2 separate regions of the Sus scrofa genome follow, and region 1 is linked to region 2. A link is a contact called in public HiChIP or PLAC-seq data. All regions are on one chromosome and are shown on one strand. Each heading gives the region's core, a stretch centred on a gene start, on an enhancer-like site or on the middle of the called end of the contact. The rest is flanking DNA. Distances are from core to core; before and after follow the strand shown.

Region 1 (4,868 bases), core at 1,204-3,703, 920 kb before region 2:
TAGCAGGGCCCTTGGAGACTCAAGAGGTTCCTCCCCAGGGCAGCCCGACTCAGAAAGACCGTCTGAGATCTTTTCCCGATTCCGCCAGGCTTGTTGCAGCTTTTCTGGGCTGCAGGGGGTCCTGCCTGGAGCTGGCAGTCCTATGCAGCTGGTCCACTAGGTCTCAGCACCCCTTGGGGTCTTGGGCGGGTAGCAGGGCCTTTGGAGACTCAAGAGGCTCCTCCCCAGAACAGCCCGACTCAGAAAGACCGTCTGAGATCTTTTCCCAAGTCGGCCAGGCTTGTTGCAGCTTTTCTGGGCTGCAGGGGGTCCTGCCTGGAGCTGGCAGTCCTATGCAGCTGGTCCACTAGGTCTCAGCACCCCTTGGGGTCTTGGGCGGGTAGCAGGGCCCTTGGAGACTCAAGAGGCTCCTCCCCAGGGCAGCCCGATTCAGAAAGACCGTTTGAGATCTTTTCCCGATTCGGCCAGGCTTGTTGCAGGTTTTCTGGGCTGCAGGGGGTCCTGCCTGGAGCTGGCAGTCCTATGCAGCTGGTCCACTAGGTCTCAGCACCCCCTGGGGTCTTGGGCGGGTAGCAGGGCCCTTGGAGGCTCAAGAGGCTCCTCCCCAGGACAGCCCGACTCAGAAAGACCGTCTGAGATCTTTTCCCGATTCCGCCAGGTTTGTTGCAGCTTTTCTGGGCTGCAGGGGGTCCTGCCTGGAGCTGGCAGTCCTATGCAGCTGGTCCACTAGGTCTCAGCACCCCCTGGGGTCTTGGGCGGGTAGCAGGGCCCTTGGAGACTCAAGAGGCTCCTCCCCAGGACAGCCTGACTCAGAAAGACCGTCTGAGATCTTTTCCCGATTCCGCCAGGCTTGTTGCAGCTTTTCTGGGCTGCAGGGGGTCCTGCCTGGAGCTGGCAGTCCTATGCAGCTGGTCCACTAGGTCTCAGCACCCCTTGGGGTCTTGGGCGGGTAGCAGGGCCCTTGGAGACTCAAGAGGTTCCTCCCCAGGACAGCCCGACTCAGAGAGACCGTCTGAGATCTTTTCCCAATTCGGCCAGGCTTGTTGCAGCTTTTCTGGGCTGCAGGGGGTCCTGCCTGGAGCTGGCAGTCCTATGCAGCTGGTCCACTAGGTCTTAGCACCCCCTGGGGTCTTGGGCGTGTAGCAAGGCCCTTGGAGACTCAAGAGGCTCCTCCCCGGGGGAGCCCGTCTCAGAAAAACCGTCGGAGAATTAGGTCGATCTATTCACGGCCTGGCTAGGCTTGTTCTAGCTTTTCTGGGCTGCAGGCCTTTTCTAGGGGCCTGGTGGTGTTTGGTGCTGCTCTGTGGAAGTGTAGCCCCTCCAAAGGGCAAGCAGGCCTGTGCAGGGAGAGCCCCTGCGGTGGTAGGCTTCAGGCAATTGTTGAGGCCAGCCCTCCTGGATGGCAGGCAGCCCCAGGTTCGGCGAGAGCGTAGGGGGTGGCGGGGGTGGGGGGAGGGAATGCACTGGGAAGCACAGCTTTCTGCTAGCTAGCGGGCCTGTAAGCTTGCTGTGGCGTGGGGGGTATTCTATGGGGACCCACCCCTTCTTCTCTCCCCTCCCCAGCACGGGCGCAGACCAGGCTCTTCTCCCAGGTTCCCTCTGAGGCGGCTTTCCACTTCCCCGCCCCTAGAGTATTGCTCCCTTCCTCTGCGACAGCTTTGTTTTCTAGTCTCCCAGGCAGTCTCTGCCCCGTCAAATGGTTTAGAGACCTCCCAAGCAGTTTCCGCTCTTCCCCGCCCCCTAGCCCGGGGACTAATCTCTGGAGCCGAGGTCTCGGTGCCCAGCCCCCACCCAGGCGGCGCCCCCCGGCCCTTTCTTGGGGACTAACCTTCGGAGGCGAGGTCTCTGTGCCCAGCCCCAACCCAGGCGTCCCCCGGCCCCCTCTCGGGGACCAACCTTCAGAGCTGAGGTCTCGGTGCCCAGCCCCCACCCAGGCGTCCCCCGGCCCTTTCCCGGGGACTAACCTCTGGAGCCGAGGATTCGGTGCCCAGCCCCCACCCAGGCGTCTCAATTTTTGGTGACTGTGCCCGTAGTTCAGATGGTCCGTTGGGTTCTTGATCGTTTTTCCGTACTCCGACTTACTGCTACACTCTTCTCTGCATCTGGAGATTCCTCCCGTTCGTTTGATCTTTCCCCCGGTAGGAGACTTTCCAGGGTGCGGGATCCCTTTCTCCTCCGCAGTTCCCTTTCGGGAGCGCCCGTCCCGCTCGGATTCACCTTCTCTCACTCTCCTCTTTTCTCCCGTTCTGCCCAATAATGTCACGAACTTCTTGCCGTTATTGGAGTTTAGGTTCCTCTGCCAGCGATTGGTTGTTGTTCTGTGCGAGTCATTTCTTCTGTAGATGTGCTTTTTTTGTTGTGTTTGTGGGAGAGGGCGAGCGTGTCCCCCTACTCCTCCGCCATCTTGTCCTCTCTCCAGATGTGTGATTTCTATTTAACCTCTGGATGGCATTGCCAAAATTAACTTGTAAAGAGCTCTATATTTAACTGGCTTAAAGACAAACACTACATAAATCAAGTATACTTGAAGAAATATAGAAACTAATTCAAATGTTTTTCAAGTTCACGTGATGTAGGAAAATCCCCAGTAAATAAAACCTAATTTTGTCGATTTAATTACAATAGGCAAGTCTTTGGTGCTATCAGCATTAAATATAATACTCTTATTCTACCTCGGTTTACTAAAATATAAATAAGCTCATTATCGCTATTGCAGACTTTGTCATCAAGAAAGATAACTTAAAATTAGCTGTTACTGTGTCATGACATTTCCAAGAGCAAATCTAAATGTTGAGCAAGTAGACTAAATACATATGTAAAAGTTATAAATGAACTTTTCAACAATACTTATGTTTCATGGTATGGCTACTTAAAAAGCTTCCAAAATCTTTAACTTGCCTCAGTTCATCTTTCAACAAGGTAAAGTCTCCATTCTGCCTTCATTCAAACGTTTATTAAGTACTTAATGGTGCAGGCAGGAGGTAAAACACGTTCAAAAAGGAATGGAGGTGGCTTCTAGCCCTGGAGGTGCAGGAAGGTAGGTACACTTCAGTAAACTGTGCAGTTAATTTCTGCTTCTTCAGGCAGTTTCTTTTTCTTCCGACTCACAGATTAACAACGAGAGTACGTCCTACAAAAAGAAGCGGTGGAAAGAAGACTGAAGGCATGGGCGGGAGAAAACTAAAATAAACCTGGCTCTAAGCACTCACGTTTCACCTATACTTAACCACCCAGCTCTCTGCGGCCAGGAACCCCACCCAGCACACTGCGAGTGTCATAAATTTACCAACTCCAATTTTTAATAAGAGGCTAACAAGTTAAAAGCAAACTCAAAAGTTCCAAGGGTCGTGTAAGCCAAGGCTGTGTAATTTCATGCTAACTTTCGCTTGAGCATTAAAAAATCAAATCAAATCATCTGCGTAGACATAAAACGGAATTAAAGAGGAACCCAAGGCGACCCGGGGAGTAAAACACGTCTCGCGAGAGTTTGACGAGCCCGAGCCGGGCCCCAAGGAAGTGGGCGTGGGTCCAGGTGGGCGGGGCTCCGGGGATCGCGAGTTTTGGGTCGCGGACCGGGGATCTGCGGCGGCCACGGCTACTGTGACCTCTGGTGGCGGCTGTGACCTTTCTCAGCTCCTTCCTGGCTCGCAGCCATGGCGCAGAAACCGATCCTGCTGCTGATGCTGCTGCTCGGCGCAGCCCCGGTACGCAGCTCCAGCCCTCTGCCGCTGATCGTCAACACTTGGCCTTTCAGGAATGCAACCCAAGCAGGTGCGGGGCGGCAGCCTGTACGGGGACTCTGTTGCGACAGCTTGCGGGAGGGGCGGACCGCCGGCCTTCCCCACCGAGGTGCTGGGAGCCGGGAGGGCGGCGCCGGCCAGAGCCGGCCACGGGTTCCGCAGTCTCGCCTGCACCCGCTACGTCGCGGCGTCTCTTGCAGTTGACCATCCACCCTGTCGCTGCTGCATTTTAGAGCCTCAATTTTTGGACGACTCCCTCTATTCAGCCCCTATAATCACCAGTCACGAGATATTTTCCACTCTGCTGCTGACCTAAAGCAGTTATAGCTTTTCTGCTCAAACTCTTCCACTGAGCTCCTAGGCCGTCTTTTGCCTGACATCTAGTCTTTTCAGGGGTTGTGTTCCCTGCCCACCTCTCTTTTCTAACCCCTTACATCTAACCAATACGGTCTTCTTAAGCTTGACAAATGCCTAATAATTTCCAAAGCGTACTCTTCTTACATTTACATTTACTTTTTTTTTTTTTGCTACATGCTGACATGTATTTTCCACCTGAAATACAGGGTTCCAGTCTTGGTTATACATTAAAGTCATCCTAAGATCTCAAAAATCCTGTCCCTGGGCCCCACCTCCTGAGATTTTGATTTCACTGTGGGAACCAAAGTATCAGATTTTTTGTTTGTTTAAGCTGCCTAAGTGATGTTGATTTGCAGCTAGGATTGAGAACTACTAAACTAAAGTGTCACCTCTTCCCTGATTTACTGTCCTTAGGCTCAATCTGAGTCACATGCCTGTCTTATGTCCTTTGTTGTCATCCTGTACATACTATTATCTTGCCCTTTTCTTATTATTCTGTATACTGTTTCATTCAAGGCATACTTCCCTAGGGGTTGTTTCAGACCTCTTCTCTGCTGTTTGAGGCAGCTAATATCATCTTCTGGGCTGAACTGACTTTAGAACTTGATGGAGCCAAGTTTGCATGCTATAAGCAGTGTATATACTTCAGAAAAAATGAGGAAAAAGGCTGTGAGAGAAACTTCCAGCAATAATGAGACAGAAAAGAAAGTGCAGGGCTCCCAGGCAGGGGACGATTCTGGGTATGTGGCCTCTATTCAATTCTACAAATAT
Region 2 (4,722 bases), core at 1,930-4,429:
CTGGTGTCACTGAGAAACGAACTGAGTTAATGTTTGGATTTCATTAAGCACCATAAGGAAATGATTATGTCTTTTTATTACATCCATTTCCATACTAACAACTACATGTTCACGTTATTGTGCTCTTGGATAAGATCTGTGTATTCACTTAGAATCCCTATTTTAGAACTTAGAAATCTTGGCTATCTTCTTATAAGAACAAGTACAATTTCAAGTTTTAGCAGCCATATTAAGAAACTCTACAAATGATAAGATTGAGAATACATAATAACTGAGATATCAGGAAATTTCCCTATAACTGCCCAGATACACAAGTTCCTACTATCACACTAGACCCCAACTCCCACTCACTAGCTTAAAAAAAAAAAAAAAAAAAAAGACTTGAAGATTTAAAAGCAGAAGTTTAATATAGGACTTTTCTGATGGTCTACTCTATTTCCTAAAAAGGTGCCTACAAAACTAATTCCTAGTCTATTTCTAAACCTAGTAATTATTTTCTAAAAAATAAAGTTAAAACTAATTTCAGGGTAGTAAAGAGGCATGTCAGATAAACTTCCCAGGTACATAACCTGCTTCCATTCTTCAAACAACTGTTTTACACAAATTGAGACAGTTCAACCTCCATAACCAATTTTAATCCCAGGGTTTTAAAAAGGCAGGTGAGATCCTAAAAGCAGCAGAGAACAATGCTGCCAATGTGGTAATCTTTGACCTTTGAGAAGATACAACTGGCCAAAATCAAAAGGTGGAAATTCAGAATAAAGAGAAAATATTTAAATATTTTTAAGTAACTCTTGCAATTGTTAAGATTTCTCTGAATTTCATTATAAAAGCACTTATAAAAAGAACTATAATGGCAAAATGCTAATACGGTTTACTAATAATCATCTGGTAACGACCTGAACCATAGGAGATGCAAATCACTTTTTTACATATGTTTCTCTCTGCTATCACAAAATATGCATATATTCTTTAAGACTGTACGTGAAATACTACATCTAGGTAGGCTGAGTTCTGGTAACATTCTTCTTTAGTCTCAATGATCTAATTTCATTTTCTTTCCAATATATAGATTCAAACTCTCCTGTAGCTTTAGATCTATTTACTGTTTCTGTGAAGATTTAAAGTGTGTTCACACAATAATAACTCATGAATCTATAAATAAGTTTCTTTAAGGTATGAATGAGGAGATATTAGCATGATTATACCGATGAAAACATAGGCACAGAAATTTCCAAGGTTTGACTGATTCAATGAATAAACATACTTACTGCCCCCCAATCACTAACATGTATATTATCAAACTAGAGAGAAATCAATGAAGTATTTTCTGAAAAGGATATCAGCAGTTATATCAAAAGTAATGAATCCAAGATCACTTCTTTCTCTAGGTCCAGTGAAGTCTTCTACATTTTTTCTAGAAGTAAAGATAATAGTTTTACCATCCTTCCAACATAACAGCATATAAAATTCACAAAATTCTTCACATAAAGTGAAAGACAGGGGTCTAATTGTATGCACATCTGAAAAAACAATCCCACAAAGAAACAAGTAAAAATCAGAAAAATTTATGTGAAAACAGGATAAACATCTTAATCCACTATGAAAATGGGTCATCAGCTACTTTCATTTAACCTAAAAGAATCCCTCACAAAACCCAGGGAGCAGATTAAAAACTATTCATAGAAGGTGTAAATACTTGATGTCAAGTGATTTGGTCCAACGGGTAGAAGGAAATTACTACAAGGTGGTGTGTAATGAACATAAAATGAACAGCTGTATTTACTGAGCACTTACTAAGTGTCTGGGTCAGGTCCACTACATATTTTTCACAATTATCTCAATCCTCACAACATGCCCACGAGTTAGACAAAAGGAAACGAAGGCCCAGAACGGTAAGAAACTTGCTCAAGATTCTCAGTAGCTAACAGCTGTTCCGTGTTCACAATGCGCCAAGCTCTGCTGATCCCTCCCAGAGCAAGGAACAGCCGTGATTGCCAGCCTGGGTCTATTTCAATCTAAAAAAAAATAGTAACTAACAAACATCAATATAGGAAAGGGTAGAGTAGGGGACAGCTCTGAGATAACTGGCTGGTTGACAATTCTGACTTAGAAATAAAACTAAGGTTGAAGGAGAGCGCACATGGAAGAAGGCATACAGAAGCCAGACAAGAGAGCGGGGATGGGGGGCGGAAATAGCTAGAATCGAAGAAAAAAGTGCTAGAGAATAAAAATTAGAAAGGAAAAAAAATAGGCATTAGCGAAAGGACAATGTCATTTCAAAATTCGACTTGGGACATTCTCCCAGATGTACTAAAGCAACCGGCCCTTCAAAAATAAAACTGAAAACACGTCTTATCAGGGCACTGGGATGCCCAGTCCTCTCCGGGCATCCCAACCTCGGCCGCCAACTTGGCAGCCGCAGCGAGTCGGTGCTGCGAGGAAAGGCCCTGGGGAGGGGCTGCGGGCCGGGCTCGGATCGGGTCGGGCTGTGGGCAGCCCGGGGGTGGCTGCTACTGGACTCCGGCGCAGGGCCGGAGGCGGGAGGCGGGGAGCGGCGCCCGTTTTGCTGTTGTGTTGCTCCCTCATTGGCCCGCGCGGGCAGAGGGAAGTGAGGAACAGGAAGGACGCAGAGGCACCGGCCGGAGTAACGCTCAAAATTAAAATTTAAGAGCAAGCCCGGGAAGATGAGGCGGAGGGTGGGCGCCGAGGGGGGACCGGGGAGCTGCGGGTTCCGCCCGGCTGGACACTGGGGAGCGAGGGTCGCTCGGGAGGGGCCCCGGGGAAGCGCAGACGCCCGGCTCGTCGCCCCGCGCGGCCGCCCGGTCTCGGCGCCCGCCCGCCGCCCGGCCTCGGCCGCACTCACAGCATGATCCGAGAGACGTGCAGCCGCACCGGGACGCTCCGGTCTTTGAAGGCGGTGGTGATGAAACAGCCGAAAGTGAGCGCCGCCATCACGCTCAGCGAGAAGGCGAACAACGAGTTCGCCCGCGACAGCACCGTGTTCATCGCGGCGGACGCCCCGAGCCCCGCTCCACACGCACACCCGGGACCCCGTTCCGGCCGCGGACCGGCTCCCAGCGATCCGCGCCGCCTGCGCCGCGCGTTCCGGGGGCGCGCCGTCGCGGCCCCGCCTCCTTTCCGGTCCCGCGACGCGTGCGAGCGCGCCCCCGCCTCCCAGACACACCCACCAGCGGGCGGGACGAGCCGAACCCGCGAGACTGAGCCTCAAGCAAGCCCGCCCCTCCTTGGCGCCTCCACCAATCAGCGACGAGCAGGGGAGGTGCTGGGCTTTGCCGCGGAAGGGCCACCTTCTCGGTTCTCCTCTGGCCTCCAAGCCCGTCAACCTTCTTTCTCAGGCCTTTTTCAAGCGGTCTGCGTCTGTGGCCTCTTGGGTGCTTAGGTGCCGTCGATTTGCACCTAAAACCCTCAGCTAAGCAAGGTAGTTTGCTGTGTGTCCCGACGTATCGCGTTTGGAAGCAGCACTCTCCAAAACCCCTGGTCTTTTGTCACACCTGGAGTTAGAACTTCAGCTTTTGGGAGGGCTTAGAGGGCCTTTACTTTCCACGCCCAACCTCAGACCAGCTCCTATTCATGCTTTGCCTTCCTATGGCAGCTAAAGCTGTTTTAGACTATAAGGGTGCCGCTACCAGTTTTAAATTGTTGCATGTTAACAAGGTGGATCCTATAACCAAAAGAATGACCTCGCTGGGTTCTTAGGATCAAAGGAGGTGATGGTTGTGAAATTGCTGTGCCACACATGGTATAATTTAAATTTTTACTTAAAATATTTCATATGTATCATATATAAAGAAAGAAAATATAAAAAATATACATTTATAATTTAAATCCATCAATACACAGTGGCCCTCAGAGGCTGTAAGGTTCAGACTATGCCAATCCCTGACCTTAACGGTCTCTCAACACCTTTGTTCCTCTGGCAGCTACATTTTTTTTTTGTGATTATAAAAATGGGATTCAGAGGACCCAGTAATTCCCTGAAAAAAAATTTGTAATTTTGTATCCATAAACCAAAAGAGTCTAAGAACACCTAGCTTAGTATAAGATGGGCAAACCAGAAAATGATGATCTGAGCCTTATGCTGGTTTATCTTGTCTATTGTTGAGCCCTGGCTTCTTTGCATTATTCGTTAATCACTCAGTTTTCATATAGTGTACAGTTAGGGTTGTTTGTTACTAAGGGCCAGCTATGCCAGGTTCAGTTCTAGGCTTTGAGAGTGCAGCCCTGATAAGACAAGGTCCCTGCTAAATTGGAGTAGAGCCAAATAATGCAAAACTAACGAACTATGAACTAAGGAGAGATCCTTAGTTGAGTTAAACTGTAAATTTTTGTCTTCCAGGCAGCCACAGTTTATTCAGTAAAGCCACAATTTATTGAATGCCTACTGTGTTACACATGATAACAGAGATGTGTACTAATTGATTCTACCCTCCTGAATTTTATAATCCAGTAGAGTCAATGAAATAAAAACAGAGAAATCTGAAACACAGAGGAAGTTGTAAAATGCTGTGAATTTCAGGAGAGGAAGAAATTGCATCTGTGGTCATGTGAAACAAAAACAGTATCTAAAATATTTAGCGCAGTGATAAACAAGACAATTAGGTATACTTAATATAGGATTCTCTAGAGAAAGGATGCTTATTGTTATAGGTGTTGATGTCCAAGAAGAGTATTCTAAAAGATACTGGACTGCAAGTATGG

What was found. HiChIP or PLAC-seq counts read pairs in DNA pulled down with a chosen protein or histone mark.
Region 1: an H3K27ac HiChIP or PLAC-seq map of alveolar macrophages shows a contact between it and region 2. The contact joins the promoter of AGA here to the promoter of SPCS3 in region 2. A contact is called at or near these places in 2 of 5 promoter capture datasets (fetal liver and liver), 4 of 47 Hi-C or Micro-C datasets (heart right ventricle, liver and skeletal muscle) and 1 of 2 datasets of contacts at active chromatin or transcription factors (alveolar macrophages).

What each region holds. Positions count from the first base shown.
Region 1 is chr15:39,712,151-39,717,018 of Sscrofa11.1, reverse strand. AGA (N(4)-(Beta-N-acetylglucosaminyl)-L-asparaginase) reads left to right here and starts at 2,453. Exons shown (of 9, transcript XM_001927332.7): 1 at 2,453-3,771. The coding sequence starts at 3,654.
Region 2 is chr15:38,789,062-38,793,783 of Sscrofa11.1, reverse strand. SPCS3 (signal peptidase complex subunit 3) reads right to left here and starts at 3,179. Exons shown (of 5, transcript XM_003133320.4): 1 at 2,867-3,179; 2 at 1,344-1,417. The coding sequence starts at 3,009.